Linked DNA regions of Mus musculus: region 1 is linked to region 2. The links are chromatin contacts, called in public Hi-C maps. All regions are on one chromosome and are shown on one strand. The core of a region is the stretch at or near the end of the contact, and the rest is flanking DNA. Distances in the headings are between cores, read along the strand shown.

Region 1 (3,686 bases), core at 714-3,213, 970 kb before region 2:
TGCCAACACACACATCTTTCTGCTAAGAAAACAAAAACAAAAAACAAAACAACAACAACAAAAAAACCCAAACCAAACCAAACTAAACCAAACCAAACCAAACTAAAACAAGCAATGGAGACAGGATGGGATGTCTCTCTCTGTGTGTCTCCTGTGTCTTCCCCACCCCACCCCCCAGCTGCCCAATGACCAGACAGAGTCTGGCCGTGTCATATTTAAGACAAACAACGTGAATTCTCTCTCCTTCCCTCTCTTGCACACTCGTGTTTAGAAGGCAGTGAAAGCTGGTTTCTACTTCTTTTCTTCCTGGCAGTTGGGTGTATTGGGCGCGGCCCCTCGGGTTGTTCCCCCTGAATTTCTGCCCCTCATTTGTCTTTACAGTACTCACTGAAAGTGCCAAGTGTGGAGTTGTGGGAATCTGAGGGCTCCTCTTCTTAAACATTTCTTTAAGATTTTCTTTCTCTGTGGGGAATGGTATCAGCAAGCAGGATGCAGAGCACAGGGTCGGATGGACCAGGGTAGGAGGAGCACACACCCCATACCATCATGTTCCACGGTCCCGACTCAACTCCACCTCCTGGTGCAGAGCCTCTTCTTGCTCCACAGTGGTGTCTGCCATCCACTCAGACTCTCAAGAAGCTGAATAGTTGCTCGCTTGTTTGTTTGAAAATCTGAATCTGGTTGTTTAACTCCAACCAGTCAGTCCTGTCAGACATTCTCTGGGGGTGGGGATAGTTTAGAGGGATGAGAAATTATCCCAGTGTTATAACACGAAGATATTTTCTGTTGATTAAGTGCACTTTGTACAGTTCTGGCCATGTGGTGGTGACAGTATGGTGGTATCAGGAATGTGGTGGTGGCAGTGGTGTGGTGGCTTGCTTCTTTGTATAACAGGAAGATACTTTGGATGTGGTGACAGAAAATGTTGGCTTGTGGTTCTTTGCCTGTGGTCTTGGGTGTGCATGCCCTGGGCTTTACTGCTGACCAGAAGTCTTGAGGGGACAACTGGCCTGTCAACAAAGCATTTCCTCCTGGCCCATGATCCAGCTTAGTGTAGTGATAGCTTGGGGTTAGGGAGGCCTGTGTGTGGGAGACGGGGAGAAACTGTGCAAGCTGCTACAATATTCGTCCTGACCAGCTGTCTCTGGAGAGGATGCACAGTGATCTGGCTTGTAAATGGTTAGAAGGGAGCCAAGAGGAACATCTAGTCATAATTAGATTCCTGAAGTGGCTCCGGGTAGACAGTAGCGAGGTCAGAAAGTTGGGTATGACAGAGAATGTAAGCACCTGTCCCCACTACCTCGGTGAAGTTACAAAGCAGGTTGCATGGAACTCATTCTATTTTGTCTTTAACCTTATGTTTGGGAATAATCATAGGCTCATAAAAAATTACAAAAAAAAGTGTACAGGGGTGAGTGGGCTTTTCTCTTCTGCTACCGATGCACAGTCTGGGTTCCTTTGCTCCTCTTAGGCTAAAATTGTAAGTAAGCAAACAGTGGCGGTGGGACTTCTGGGTCTCTTTGTCCCAGATGTAGGCTGGACTAACAGACCCAGAGGCATATAGCTCTGAGTTCCAGATCTGGGTCCCCACGACTGGGCATATAGTCCCAAGCTCCCCACAAGAGGCGCAGGCTGGGAGGCTTCCTGCCCTGGGCCCAGACAGTGGGACCACCCTCGTGTATGGATCATAGCAGCAGGATTCCGTGGGTCAGGTCATATCTCTTAAGCTCTGGATGTTGGGACCCTTAGCTCATAGCAGCAGCTGGCATCAACTTTTGCTGCTGCCTCTTAACTTTAACTCTTTGCAGCCTTCCCTCATCCAAGGCCTGACTCTGCATTGTCTCAGCTTCCCCTTTCAGCCCAGCTGCCTCTGCTCCCTGCAGTTCCTGCCCTCCCCACCCCCCCAGTTGCTCTCTGCTGCTGAGCTTGCTACCAGTCATCGGTTACAGCAGCCTCTTCTTACCATCTCCACCCACTCTACCCAGGAGCAGAATTAGGCAACAGCAGATCACTCTAGATACACGCACAGGTGCCCATGTACGTACATGCATGCCTGCATATTCACATACACACATGCATGCACATACAGGCACATTCATGTTCACACACACACACACACACTTTTTCTCACAGTTTTTGGTAGTATTTTAAGGTTTCTCAGTAGTGACAACTGTAAAGTTTTATCTCTACTATGGAATGTACAGCCATGCCCCTTTCTAGGCTGATTTTTTCCCCCAAATTCCCTCTCTGTTTTTGGTTTATGGAAGCCAAACATATCTTAGAATTAATGGGTCCTGATGGCCGACCACAAATGGAACTTACGAGGATGTTATTAACATGTGCCAGCAATTTAGCTACAGAAAGGGAATTAGCAATCAACTCCTTTCTATCGCCAGCAATTAGAAGTGATTGACCTCAAACCGAGGCCTGAGAAGGGAGGAAGTCTTGAAAGCTGCCCATGTATGATGAGACTCTAAGACATCTTTTTAATTGGGATGCTTCCTGCCTTTGGTTGCAGAGGGCAGCTTGGGCAAGCCACACGGAGAGTTAGAATGCATAGGGCTTGCTCACGTGGCCCGGTGATATGATCTAACTTGGAATTCCTATGGCTGAAGTAAAGAGAGGCACAGTTAGATTTATGTTCCCTGTTGAGCCCAAGACATGGTATCCAGGCAACTCAAGCTGAACGCACACAAGATAGCGACCCTACCCCGCCTACTTGGTAAACTCCATGCAGGTGGTGGAAATAATACCTTGATAAATACGGCTGGTCACCTAGGACATTTTCCTTATATCAACATTTACCATAGGAGGTTCTCATGTCTTTGGATTTCACCAAGCAAACAACGCATCTCAGACCAGAAAGAGAAGCAAAGCTTTGCCAGGAAATGCTTGGCAGTAGTTGGCCTAACAACTGACTTGCACTGCTCGGCTATCCATGATCATTGGTCAGGGTGTTTGTAAGAGATAGCCTTGGGTTGGGGAGCACTGGCAGGCAGTCTTGAGTTGGGGAGCACAGGCAGTCTTGGGTTGGGGAGCACTGGCAGGCAGTCTTGGATTGGGGAGCACTGGCAGGCAGTCTTGGGCTGGGGAGCACAGGCAGTCTTGGGCTGGGGAGCACAGGGAGTCTTGGGTTGGGGAGCACTGGCAGGCAGTCTTGGATTGAGGAGCACGGGAAGGCAATCTTGGGTTGGGGAGCATGGGTTCCTCAGAAGCTCTGCCTTTCATTTGCTGCAGTGTTGTGTCTCTTGTTAGCATTCATAACACAGTGTTCCGCAGCACTGAGCCTCTCAGCACAGAGGCAATGGTTCCACTTCAGTTGCTGTTTGATGACCTGAAAATCCTAGCAATTGGCTCCATTATGGCTCTAAATAAAACGGGAGAAAACCCCTACAGAATACAAATTGACCCTAACTTAATCTTTCTTTTGTACAAGTAAACCACAGAATCAATAGATAACTTTCTTTGACAAATCAAACTTATTCTTTTAAAAAATACTTATTTTTTGTGTGTGCATGTGCCTAAATATATGCATGTATATCACATGTGTGCAATGTGTATCACATGTGTGCAGGAAGCCACAGGGGCCAGAAGAGAGTGTTGGATTTCTTGTAACTGGAGTTACAGATGATTCTGGGCTGTCATGAGGGTGCTGGGAACCAGATATTGGTCCTCTGGAAGAGCAG
Region 2 (3,411 bases), core at 513-3,012:
GCCAAGGAAGGAAGGATGCGGGAAGAAAAGAATAAAGAGTCCTTATTCGCTGCAATGGACGCAAGTTTGTGCAGCCGCTGTGGAAATCACTACAGAGGCTCTTTAAAAGCTGCAAACAGAGCTACCCCATGACCCAGCTCAACCACTCCTGGCTGTGTACCCAAAAGACTTCCAGTTAACACACCACAGAAATGCTGGAACAGCAGTGTTTATTGCTACAGTCTTCACAGGAGCCAGGACATGGAACCAGGCCTCGTATCCACCAGCAGATGAACGGACAGGGGAAACAGGGCCCGTGCACTGCAGAGTGTTTGCAGTGGTAAAGAAAACCGAAATCACAGCATTGGCAGGAAGATGGACCGGACTGGAAATCATCATGTTAAAAGACAGAAGTCTGACACAGAGAAGACAAAATTACCATGTTTTCTCTCATTTGCAGAAACCAGATGTAAAATGATGTGTATGTGTACATGTATGTACATGTGTGTACATGTGTTGGGAGCTACGAAACTAGGAATAGAAGTATGAGGAAAAGAAAGATCTTAAGGTGGAAACAGAGAGGGTGACAGAGCATTGTGAGAAAAAAAAAACAGAAGGGGTTGGTCTAGGGAAAAGTGGGGGAACAGGAGGGAAGGGATCGGACCGGGTAGCCATGCATGGGGAAGGGGAAAGAAACATACAGAGTTCACGTGTGTGTGAGACACCACAGTGAAACCTAGTACTTTCTATGCTAATCAAAAATTGTAACTTAAAAAAGAATGGGCTAAACAAATAAATATATCCTGACTGATTTTACGTTCTCCTGACACAAGCTATAGTTGTCCTAGAGGAGGAAACCTCAATTGAGAAGATGCCTCTATAAGATGGGGTTGCAGGCAAGCCTGCAGAGCATTTTCTTAATTAGTGACTGATGGGGGAGGGCCCAGCCCACTGTGGGTGGGGCCATCCCTGGAGCCTCTAGACCACCAGCTTCCCAAGTGCTCCGAGAGGTTTCAGGTCTGCCCTCAGCCTTTACCCCCTGTGCTGAGGACTATGAGACCCGTGTGTACTGTGTACCATGTGCCATGAACCGTGTGTGCTTGTTGTAGCTGCCCACTGCCAGACACACCCACCAGGCCATCCCTTGCTTCTCTTGGTCAGGCTAAGCCCCTAAATCCTGCTCCTTTCTCTTTCTGCTCTTTTGGGTGAGAACCAGCCGCTGCCGAGCCTAGTAGAGATGCCGCGTTATTTACCTTCATTTTCCTTTTGACTCTCTTCTTCTGATGCCTTTTTTTTTTTCACCCTCACCATGTTTCTTCTCCATCTTACACCTCTGAAGGCCTTCCAGACAATACATGGGGACAAGTCGTGACACGGAAGGCTTGAGGCTGCCAGGCTGTAGAGGAGGTGAGGCGGTGGGATGTCATTGGCTGGTCATGAGAAGCTCACCTGACAGCATCATGCACTGCTTCACAGCAACTAGAAACACAATGAAGTTAAGGGGCTGGGGTAAGCCATTCTCACAGGAAGAGAAGCCGTAGGAGAGGAGCTGACAGGCACTCTAACAGTAGTCTTCTGAGCTGGGGACAGAGTGTTTATGAGGCTCTGAAAAGCTCTGTCACGTGTGTTTCAACAGACATCGCAGAAATTTCAGATACAGCCCTGTTTGCTATAGTAGCATCAATGGCTTCTTCTAGGGCCAACACCCTATGGAAACCATCTCAGTTCCCCACCGTTGGCTGTCCGGGGATCCCCGGCTGCAGGGCAGCGGGTATCAGGTAGTAAAGGCCGCAAGTAACTTCCTGGCTTGCTAAGCAACCAGCGGAAACCACTCTGCTCTCACTGTGCTCTAGGCTGAGCATTCTCCTCAGAGTTTGAACAGAGAGAGAATCTCAGTAGATAAATTATTGATAACGTGGGCGTTACAGACACAGAACCCATCCCTCCTAAGCTCAATGCCCTGTGTGAGACAGACAGACAGACTGGAAGGAAGGAAGGAAGGAAGGAAGGAAGGAAGGAAGGAAGGAAGGAAGGAAGGAAGGAAGGGAGGGAGGGAAGCAGGCAGGCAGGCAGGCAAATGGAATCTGTGTCTGAGGTGCATTGTGAAGCAGAGTGGAATGACCCACAGGTGTAAGCAGGTGAGGTTGGAGAAGTGACACAGCTGGAGAGAGAGTCTCTCTCTGAAGTGTGCATAGTGTCACAAGTGAGGGAACTGGAGAGGACATGGAGGCTTGGTGGGGGATGAGGGGGGTGGGGTTGGGGGAGGGTGGGGCTGGGAGGAGGGGGCTGGAGGGAGGGTGGAGACTGGAGAAGAGGATGAAGGTGGAGGCCAGAAGCAGAAAGATGAGGACAAACAGTAGGTCTGTGAGAACAATCTAAGGATTTGGTGCTCCATGAGCCAAAACAAGGGTGCAACCTACAGGGAGATTACAAAATGAAGGTCACAGGGTAGCTCTGGATTAATTCCCATGATGCGGAATCAAAGACAGTAGAATGGAAAAGAAAGGGCTGTGACACACAGAGGTGACACACAGAAGCCCGTAGCAGTTCATAACTTGCTGCTATGTTTCAGTGTGTGCATGGAATTCTCACACACATGCATGATCATGTGTACAGTCACATTTGTGCTTGCATACATGTTACATGGTCAAACATACACAAGCATGTGTGTGTGTACATATAAGCTTGCATATATGTTACATGGTCACACATACACTACCATGTATACACGCACATTTAAGCTTGCATATATGTTACATGGTCACATATACATTAGCATGCATTTAGATCTTTGTGTGTATGACATCTATATGTTTGTATGTATATTATGTATGTGTGTGTGTGTTATGTGGATGTGTGTGCATATGTGTTTCCATGTGTAGGTGTAGAAGCATTCATGCCACAATGTATTCCTGGGGTGTGTTGGTTTTCACCTTCTACCCTGATTGAGACAGGGTCTGTCTGTTGATTGCTACCATGTTCACCAAACAAATTAGCCCACAAGCTCCTGGGAAATTCTCCTGCCTCCACTTTTCATCTTACTGTAGGAGCAGGAGGAGTGCAGATGCTTTCTACCACACCTGGGGCAGCAGGATTATAGACATGTGCTACCACACCTGAAGCAGCAGGATTGCAGATGCATGCTACCACACCTGGAGCAGCAGGATTGCAGATGCATGCTACCACACCTGGAGCAGCAGGATTGCAGATGCATGCTACCACATCTGGAGCAGCAGGATTGCAGATGCATGCTACCACACCTGGAGCAGCAGGATTGCAGATGCATGCTACCACACCTGGAGCAGCAGGATTGCAGATGCATGCTACCACACCTGGAGCAGCAGGATTGCAGATGCATGCTACCACACCTGGGGCAGCAGGATTGCAGATGCATGCTACCACACCTGGGTTCTTGGGATTCCAACTCAAGCC

What was found. Hi-C and Micro-C count contacts between places; a contact is called where the count stands out from the background.
Region 1: a contact with region 2 is called in a Hi-C map of regulatory T cells, with 3 times the contacts expected there. The contact joins two enhancer-like sites. A contact is called at or near these places in 3 of 15 datasets of contacts at CTCF or cohesin (embryonic stem cells, large pre-B cells and pro-B cells), 64 of 484 Hi-C or Micro-C datasets (the AML12 cell line, the C3H10T1/2 cell line, CD4 T cells and 39 more), 11 of 115 datasets of contacts at active chromatin or transcription factors (Th17 cells, astrocytes, bone marrow-derived dendritic cells and 8 more) and 2 of 9 other capture datasets (embryonic stem cells and embryonic tail).

The regions. Positions count from the first base shown.
Region 1 is chr16:93,545,553-93,549,238 of GRCm38.p6, reverse strand. No RefSeq gene overlaps it. Among named protein-coding and RNA genes, the nearest start is that of Gm30695, 16 kb to the right of the region's middle. Within about 2 kb of position 1,963, at least 22 of the 459 cell types and tissues checked have an H3K27ac peak or open chromatin away from gene starts, as enhancers often do. A contact at or near this core is called in regulatory T cells, where this site is marked.
Region 2 is chr16:92,574,327-92,577,737 of GRCm38.p6, reverse strand. No RefSeq gene overlaps it. Among named protein-coding and RNA genes, the nearest start is that of Gm30224, 20 kb to the left of the region's middle. Within about 2 kb of position 1,762, at least 11 of the 459 cell types and tissues checked have an H3K27ac peak or open chromatin away from gene starts, as enhancers often do. A contact at or near this core is called in regulatory T cells, where this site is marked.